2 separate regions of the Callithrix jacchus genome follow, and region 1 is linked to region 2. The links are chromatin contacts, called in public Hi-C maps. All regions are on one chromosome and are shown on one strand. Each heading gives the region's core, a stretch centred on a gene start, on an enhancer-like site or on the middle of the called end of the contact. The rest is flanking DNA. Distances are from core to core; before and after follow the strand shown. Region 1 holds the start of ARHGEF18 (Rho/Rac guanine nucleotide exchange factor 18). Region 2 has its middle 170 kb from the start of INSR.

Region 1 (4,403 bases), core at 1,891-4,390, 230 kb before region 2:
TGGGAAGCAGATCAAAGCCTGAGAAGCTGAGTGTAGCTCTTAGCAATCTTACGTTGGGGAAATGAACATTGGACTTCAGGGCCCACAAAGAGGAGGTGATTGAGACCCCTAAAAGACTACAGACTAGGAGCAAGGAGGGACCAGACATAGACTAGCCCTCACTGAAACCAAAATCCATCTTCAAGTCAGTGCAGCCATGATCAGAGTAAAGGACCTTCCCTTACTCTAACTGCCTTCCTAAAACCAAAGTAAACCCTCTGTGGAGGAGAAAGACACCATAAAGAGGCACACATGATCTCTAAGGTTTTCACAAACAAAGCCTGCCTGGCATTTAATCCAAGACTACCAGGCATACTAGGAGACAGAACCTCATGACCAAAAAAACAAGAAGCAAAACAGACAATAGCAACAGCCCTACAGGAGATAAAGATGCTAGAGTTAAAAATACAGCAGGCTGGGTGTGGCAGTTTACACAGGTAATCCCAGTACTTCAGGAGGCCAAGGCGGGCAGATCACCTGAGGTCAGGAGTTCAAGACCAGCCTGGACAACATGGTGAAACTCTGTCTCTACTAAAACTACAAAAATTAGCTGGGTGTAGTGGTATGCACTTGTCATCCCAGCTACTCGGGAGGCTGAGGCAGGAGAATTGCTTGAACCCACGAGGTGGAGATTGCAGTGAGCCGAGACTGCACCACTGCACTCCAGCCTGGGTAACTCTGTCTCACTCTGACTCAAAAAAAAAAAAAAAAAGAAAAGAAAAGAAAATGCAGTAGAATGTGATACAGGAGTGGGTCGATAAGATCCTTAAGGGGTCCACTCTAGCACACGTCCTTAGAGATTGAGGTCCATCATGGGTGTTTGTATGACACGGAACATTTCAAAGGATGGTGGGGACTGATCTGATCAGGAAGGAAGGCTTGGGGACAAGGTCAGAGTATGAAGGCATAGGGGAGGCTGACAATATTTTCTGATCTATTCTATACCAGACACTGTGCTAAGATCTCACAGACAAAACTTCCTAACAGGCAGGGTGAAGGGGCTCGTGGCTGTAATCCCAGCACTTTGGGGGCCAAAGCAGGTAGATCACCTGAGGTCAGGAGTTCAAGATCAGCCTGGCCAATATGGTGAAACCTCATCTCTACTAAAAATACAAAAGTTAGCTGGGCATGGTGGGGTGCACTTATAATCTCAGCTACTTGGGTGGCTGAGGCAGGAGAATTGCTTAAACCTGGGAGGCGGAGGTTGCCGTGAGCTGATATTGCACCACGGCATTCCAGCCTGGATGATAGAGCAAGACTCTGTCTCACACACACACACACACACACACACACACACACACATACACACACACCACAAACTCATAACAGCCTTTTTACAGATGAGCAAACGAAAGCTCAGAGCAGTTAAGTCACTTGCCCAAGGCCACACAGAGGCCAGGGAACTGGGATTTGAATGCCCAGCTGTCCAACACAGTCACCATGTCATCTACAACAGTATCGAGCATCAGCATATGTCCATCCCTGGCCATGGGCTGGGGGATGGCCAGGCACCCAGGGAGACATGGGAGACAGCCCAGACCAGAAGCACTGAGGGGTTTGCAGTTGGCATTCTACTGGTTCTTCATGGCACTCTACCAGGAAGTTTGCCTCTACCAGGAAGCCCTCCCAGGGGGCCTCCCAGTCACAGCAAGGGAGTTTAAACATGGCTGATTATGGGGCAACCCTTCCTTGACCTCCTTTCATTGTCAAGTTCTTTTCTCAGCACAGCAGGTGACCTGGCCTTGGAGTATCGTCTTCCAGTGTCACCAGTTCCATCCTCTTAGGCCCCAGCCATCCACTCTAGATTAGATCCCTCCTGGCTCTGAGGCCCCCTTCCAGGCCTCAGGGTGCCTGAAGCCTGCCCTGCAGCATGGGGGGCTGGCAGGAAACAACAGACCTGGGTGTGGCCAGCACAAACCACAGCCTTCCTCCCCCACCCCACCCGGTCCCAGGCAGGTGGTTGTGTGGGCTCCCTAAGAGGGGACCACGAGAGGAGCCAGGGGTTGTCTCCCAAGGAGAAGAGCCCCTGCCTGAAGGAGGACTGCCTGGGTGGAAGGTCGTGCTCCTTGGATGTCATGCTCAGAAGATCAGGACAAGAACTGTCTCAGAGTTGGCTCTCAGCCATCAGCCTTAAGTATGAGTTTGTTTTGACAGTAGATTCAGAATTTGCATCAAGGAGGTCCATGGACAGGGTGGTGGGGGGAGAGTCCCAGAATCTGTAGTTCAAGGTGCAAGGGCTCCCGAGACTTTGCCGCAGCCCCCACATTCTCTGTTCACTCTGTGTCTCCTGGCCCCATGCAGAGGGCCTTGGCTACGAGGAGCTCCATCCTCCTTTCTTTGTTTTTTCTTTTCTTCTTCTTATTTTTCTTTTTTTTTTGAGGCTGAGAAGCTCACTACAACCTCCGCCTCCCAGGTTCAAATGATTCTCCTGCCTCAGCCTCCCGAGTAGCTGGGATTACAGGCATCTGCCACCACGCCTGGCTAATTTTTGTATTTTTAGTAGAGATGGGGTTTCACCATGTTGGCCAGGATGGTCTCAAACTCTTGACCTCAAGTGATCCGCCTGCCTTTGCCTCCCAAACTGCTGGGATTACAGGTGTGAGCCACTGTGCCCAGACTCTATCCTCCTTTCTTACCTAGTAGGCCCTCATGGACCCTAGTCCTCTGGGGTGACCCCTTATGACCACAAATCTCTGCACAATGAATGCGAGGGCCAAAAACATCCCCCACCCGCTCAGGAAGCAAGGTGACAGCAAGGTAGAGAGAGACAGCGATGGTCTGTCTGCTCGCTATCCCCCTAGACTTCCTGGACCCCACTGCCAACCAGTCTCTCCTGATGGGTCCATCTCTCTGCACTTCCCAGGATAAGTACTCACCAGATGGAGCTCGGTTTTGCGACCTGCACGCACTCAGCCTGGCTACCAGCTCCTGCAGTCCCCATGACCTATGGCCAGGGTTTTGAGCTGGCCCAAGGGAACCGCTGGCTGGGTAGAGCCTGGGATAACCACAGAGTGACCCAACAGCACCCGACTTCCTCTTTCTCAACGGCTTGCCTGCGTGCCTGCTACGCCGCTCGCAGCTGCTGGCCAATCCAGGGGTCTGAGAAGAGCACAGAGGATGGGGGTTCTAGAGGCAGAGAGCCCTGCTCCCACCCCTCAGCCCTGTGCATGCAGGTGTCTTGGGGAGGAGGGGTGGGGAGCTGGGGAGAGGCCCAGCGTCCTCAACCCCCACCCCAGCAGCTTCCTGTGGCACCAACTGCTGAAGAGGAACAGGGTGTGGGGGCCTCACCCAGGCACATGGGTGTATAGACAGCACCATGTGGGGACATGCAAGTCATGTGTATCTGTAGAGACAAAGGCACCCAGTCAAAGCCCAGCCGGGTGGGTGCGCACTGAGACTCGGAAACACTCACGGTTACACTGTTTCGTGGGCTCCGGGAAGCTGGCAGAACAACCTGGCGTGCTGGTAACATTTAACAACCACTGCCGATTCTCCTGGTGTAAATGCTCCCAGCGTGGCTGATTTCACCTACAGTGTGATGCCACTGAGTGTGGAGTTGGTAGGAAATGCTCAGATTTGGCTCTTCAAAAAAAAAGTTTATTTTATTTTTAGAGATAGGGCCTCATTCTGTCACTCAGGCTGGAGTGCAGTGGTGAAATCATAGCTCACCACAGCCTCAATCTCCTGGACTCAAATGTTCCTTCTGCTTCAGCCTCCTGGGTAGTTGGGATTACAGGCACATGCCACCATGCCAGCTAAGTCTTAATAGATAATTTATGTATAATATATATATATACTTATATTTAACTATATAAAACTGCACAGCTAAGTTTCTTAAATAGATAATTCATGTATATATATGCTTTATATGTACTTATATATAATTTATATATATATATACATAGATATAATTTTTCATGTATAATTTTTCTGTTCAGACAGGCTCTCACTCTGTCATCCAGGCTGGAGGGCAGTGGCATGATTTTGGTTCACTGCAACCTCCATCCCCTGGGCTGAAGTGATCCTCCCACTTCAGCCTCCTGCGTAGCTGGGACCAGAGGCACACATCACCATGCCTGGCTATTTGTGTATGTGGGTATTTTTAGTAGAGACAGGGTCTCACCATATCGCTTAGGCTGGTCTTGAACTCCTGGGCTCAAGCAATCCACCTGCTCTGGCCTCCCAAAGTGCTAGGATTAGAAGCATGAGCCACTGTGCCCAGCCTAAGTTTAGATCTTATTTTTTTTTAGTTTTTAGTTTTGTAGAGACTCAGGGATCTTACTCTGTTGCCCAGGCTGGTCTTGAACTCATGGGCTCAAGCAATCCTCCCACCTTGGCCTCCCAAAGGGCTGGAATTTCAGGCG
Region 2 (4,325 bases), core at 1,725-4,224:
CGGCTCACTGTAACCTCTGCCTCCCAGTTCAACCGATTCTCCTACCTCAGCCTCCTGAGTAGCTGGGATTACAGGAGCCCAACACCACACCCAGCTAATTTTTTGTATTTTTAGTAGAGACAGGGTTTCATCATGTTTGGTCTCAAACTCCTAACCTCAGGTGCTTCTCCCACCTCGGCCTCCCAAAGTGCTGGGATTACAGGTGTGAGCCACTGCACCCAGCCTCTTTGGAGCTTCTAATTAGCCTTTCGCTGAATGCACAATTTACAGGAATAGTCACTTATGCCTTAGTCTGGCTTCATGAAACAATAGGAGAGAGGAAGCCACCAGATACGCATTTGTCTCATGTGAACAGAGGGATGACTTTGGTTCTGCCTGTCCTCTGTCTACAGGGAATTTCCTCACCAGAAAATTGTGAGGGAGGGATGGGGATTGTTTCAATCTTTGTATCTATCTTATTTAGGAGCGGAATGGAAGGCAGGTTTGCCCGATGCAGTTCCCAGCTTGGCTTTTCCCTTCGGCTTAGTAATTTTGGGGGGAGATTTATTTTCCTTTCACACTGGCTACAAAACTCAAGATATTGCTTTAGTGATTCTTAGCCAGGGTTCAAATGAAAACCATTTTGGTTTGTGGATTTAGGATGGTGTAATACTGCCATCTACAGGGCATATTTTGAAATTTAAAAAGTAAGGCCCTCTAGATGAATCAGCCTTAGGAAAAACAGATCAAACAAAGTGTTAGAGACTCCTCTTTCAATGAGGCCAGGAAGGCCAGTTGCAGAGGCTCACGCCTGCAATCCCAGCACTTTGGGAGGCCAAGGATGGTGGATCACCTGAGGTCAGGAGTTCCAAACCAGCCTGGCCACCATAGTGAAACCCTGTCTCTACGAAAAACACAAAAATTAGCTGGGCATAAGAATGCATGCCTGTAGTCCCAGCTACTTTGGAGGCTGAGGCAGGAGAATTGCTGGAACCCAGCAGGTGGAGGTTGCAGTGAGCTGAGATCACACTACTGTCCTCCAGCCTGGTGACAGAGCAAGACTGTCTCAAAAAAAAAGTAGGTATAAATAGGAATGTAAAACTGCCCCGAGCTGAGCTGCCCCGCTCCGCCTGTGGGGTGGCCCTGCTCTGCAGGAGCAGTCCCAGAGCTGTAACACTGTTGCTTCAATAAAGCTGATTTCTTCTACGTCTGACTTGCCCTTGAATTCTTTCCTGGGCAAAGCCAAGAACCATTTCAGGCTGAGCCACTTAGGGCTTGCCTGTCCTGCCTCAGGGTCATGTTACCTTTTCTCAGCTGCGTTCTGTTCATTGCAACTTCACCTGTAGGTTTTTGGCTTTGCTTTTTTTTTTTTTTAAGTTTTAGATTTCTCTGACAGTGTTGCTTTTGTTTAGGCCCGTGTGGGCACTGCTGATCTGGGGCCACCTGTTACAGAATTCTTGGCTTGGGATCTTTGGGGTCTGCTGACAGATTTAATTCAGACCTTAATCCCATGTTCGTGCTTGCCCACGGTTTTGAATTCTAAGGAAGATTTCACCTCCACTGCCAAGAGACGTTAAAGAACCAGCATTCTGGCCAGGTGTGGTGGCTCAGGCCTGTAATCCCAGGACTTTGGGAGGCTGAGGCAGGTGGATCACTGAGGTCGGGAGTTTGAGACCAGCATAAACAGCGTGGAGAAACCCCGTCTCCACTAAAGTTAAAAAATATGCTCACCTGAGCGGGGAGGGGGTCACGAACCTCACTGGCCTGCCCCAGCTCTGCCTTTGCCTCTTTGTTTGGCCCTGTGGCTACAAAGCTGCCCTACCAGGAGCAACCCCCACTGGCAGCTCTGGCCCTGGGGATTTGTAACTTTGGTGGGGGCAGAGTGTGGAGAGGCCAAGTCCACACTGTATCTAACCCTAGTGCAGCTCAGGATTCGGCTTCCCCCAGCCCCTTCTTCTCAGGGTCTCAGCTCGGGCCCTCAGGACAGCAGGAAGATGGGCTCTTCTCACCCACTAGGTCCCCTGTCCTTTACCCCCAACTTCAGACGCAGCTTCACCTAATCCAGCCACAAGAAGAGAAGAAGGCAAATCACTCAGGGAGGGAGGCACCTGAGCCCCCGCTCTGCCCAGACAAGGCACCCTGTGCGTCTCCCACGGCTTACCACATCTGCCTAGGACTCGAGGAAAGGGCCAGAGGGCCGAAGGTGACACCGGAGTCTCCAGCATCACCTTCCAGGGCCTTCAGGGAATTTCTCGCGCTGTGGAGCAGAAGACTGGCTCCCCTGGGGATGTGTGTGAGTGTGTGCTCCCCTGCGCCCCGCGGAGGTCAGGGTCCTCTCCATTCGGGACAGCAAGGAGAGAATGGCTTGGAGTGAGGCCCTAGGGTTGGGGGCTAAAGCAGCACAGGTATGGGAAATAGGGTGCCGGGGTGCTTAGAGGGGACTGGTAGGGAACACTTGGAGCCTTGCACGGGCCTAGGGTAGCTGCGGTGGGGAGGCAGCAGGGAGCCTCTCCTGACGGATGGGGTTTTCTGAGGAGCCCCGAGGGTTCGTTGGTCTAGGGTAGCCTCTTACAGCTGCGGTGGTGGTGGAGGTCAGGTGAGCAGGGCGTAGTGCGGCGGCCGTGGCACGGTGGGAGCCTCGTGTTCACCGGCTCTACTAACCGGACTAGACCCCTGCAGCTACCCAGCCAGCAGGGCCAGGCCGTGCCTTCGGAATCTGGGTGCTTCCCAGGGCCCAGGTTTGAGGGCGCCACGCCTTCCAGCGTCTGAGCTCCGGGCGCGCCCGCCCTGCCCACTGTCCCAGCGCCGGGGGCCGGGGGCCGGGGGCCGGGGTCCAGGGACCAGGGCCTCGTGCACGCCCGGCTCCGAGGCATCTTCGTATTCCATCTCTTCCCGCCGCGCTATGTCGCCTCGGCGACCCAGGAGAGGGTGAGGCGAAGCGAGCGGCTGGGGGCGCGTGTCCCGCAGGCTCAGGTCAGTGCGCGTGCGCCCGGTAGACGCGGCCCTGCGCGCTTGTCGTGCGCCGCTTCCGGGACGCGCCTGCCGCGACTCCGACTCCGCCGCAGAAGGTTTGTGCGGCTCCGCGCGGCCTCGCTGAGGAGCTGTCATTTGCCGTTGCTGTGGGAGAACGTGGTGGGAGGTGCCGCGGGGAATGGAGTGGCCTCGTGCATGGCCAGGCTTTGTGAGGTTCTGACTCTGTCCTTCCCAATGTTCCTCCCACACTGGCTGCCTCCTCCAGGAGATGATGGCTGCCTGAGCGCCTGCCATGGCCCACCGAAAGTGTGAGAGCGCCAGGAGCGGCATGTTGGACCACGGAGTGAGGCTGGGCCCTGTTCCCCACGGCCAGGAGCGAAGACGAGGAGCTGCCCGTAGAGGACTATGTGCCCGAGGGCCTGGAACTGGCTGCCCTCTGGCCAGAGAGTCCCTTGCCCAAGGGATTATGGTCATCTTGGGGCTCTCATGCCTTCGTTTTCTTACAGGACATTATCTTTCTGGGGACCCAGTTTGCCTTCATGCCCCTTCCTCGCGCTCTCACACTTTCGGTGGGCCATGGCAGGCGCTCAGGGAGCCATCATCTCCTGGAGGAGGCAGCCAGTGTGGGAGGAACATTGGGAAGGGCAGAGTCAGAACCTCACAAAGCCTGGCCATGCACGAGGCCACTCCATTCCCCGCGGCACCTCCCACCACGTTCTCCCACAGCCCAAGCAGTGGGAGTGCCACAACCACAGCCCTGATGGGGACTCCAACTACGTGAACACCTCCGAGGAGGAGGACTACGACAAGGGCCTCCCCAAGGAGGAGGAGGGCATGACCTACAACATCTGCTACTGCCCGGAGGACGACAGCTACCTGGAGAGCAGGGACTGCAATGGGGAGGAGTACCTGGCCCACGGCATGCACCCCGTCGACACTGACACGTGCCAGGAGCATCCACACTGCATTCCTCCTAACTAGACCGACCAGTGAAGAGCTCAGCCATCATCACAACTGCAAGGCACCCAGCCCCTCCCACCGCCTTGCTTCAGCATCTGCAGGGGCTGTACCAGGAGGTCCCTTGCTCTTGGGCCCCTCTGCTACCTTCTCTAGGACAGGAGAGTCTTACTCCGGGACAGGAGAGGAGTGGCTGGACTTGGTGGGCCTGCACCCCTATAGCCACTGTGCTGAGGGCAGCCAGGACTACCCAGACGGCCACCTGCCCATCCTGGAGGACGAGCCCTCTGTCCTGGAGGCCCACGACCAGGAAGAAGATGGCCACTACTATCCCAGCAAAGAGGGTTACCAGGGCTACTACCCCATAGAGGCCAACGGGAACACCGGCCCCTCCCCATACCACCTGAGGCATGGGG

The links. A called contact is a pair of places that touch in the nucleus more often than the background predicts.
Region 1: a contact with region 2 is called in a Hi-C map of induced pluripotent stem cells, with 4 times the contacts expected there. The contact joins the promoter of ARHGEF18 here to the enhancer-like site in region 2. A contact is called at or near these places in 3 of 3 Hi-C or Micro-C datasets (induced pluripotent stem cells and skeletal muscle).

What each region holds. Positions count from the first base shown.
Region 1 is chr22:6,937,443-6,941,845 of calJac240_pri, reverse strand. It overlaps ARHGEF18 (Rho/Rac guanine nucleotide exchange factor 18), which reads right to left and starts at 3,140. Exons shown (of 29, transcript XM_035287456.3): 1 at 2,916-3,140.
Region 2 is chr22:6,708,315-6,712,639 of calJac240_pri, reverse strand. No RefSeq gene overlaps it. Among named protein-coding and RNA genes, the nearest start is that of INSR, 170 kb to the left of the region's middle. Within about 2 kb of position 2,974, at least 3 of the 16 cell types and tissues checked have an H3K27ac peak or open chromatin away from gene starts, as enhancers often do.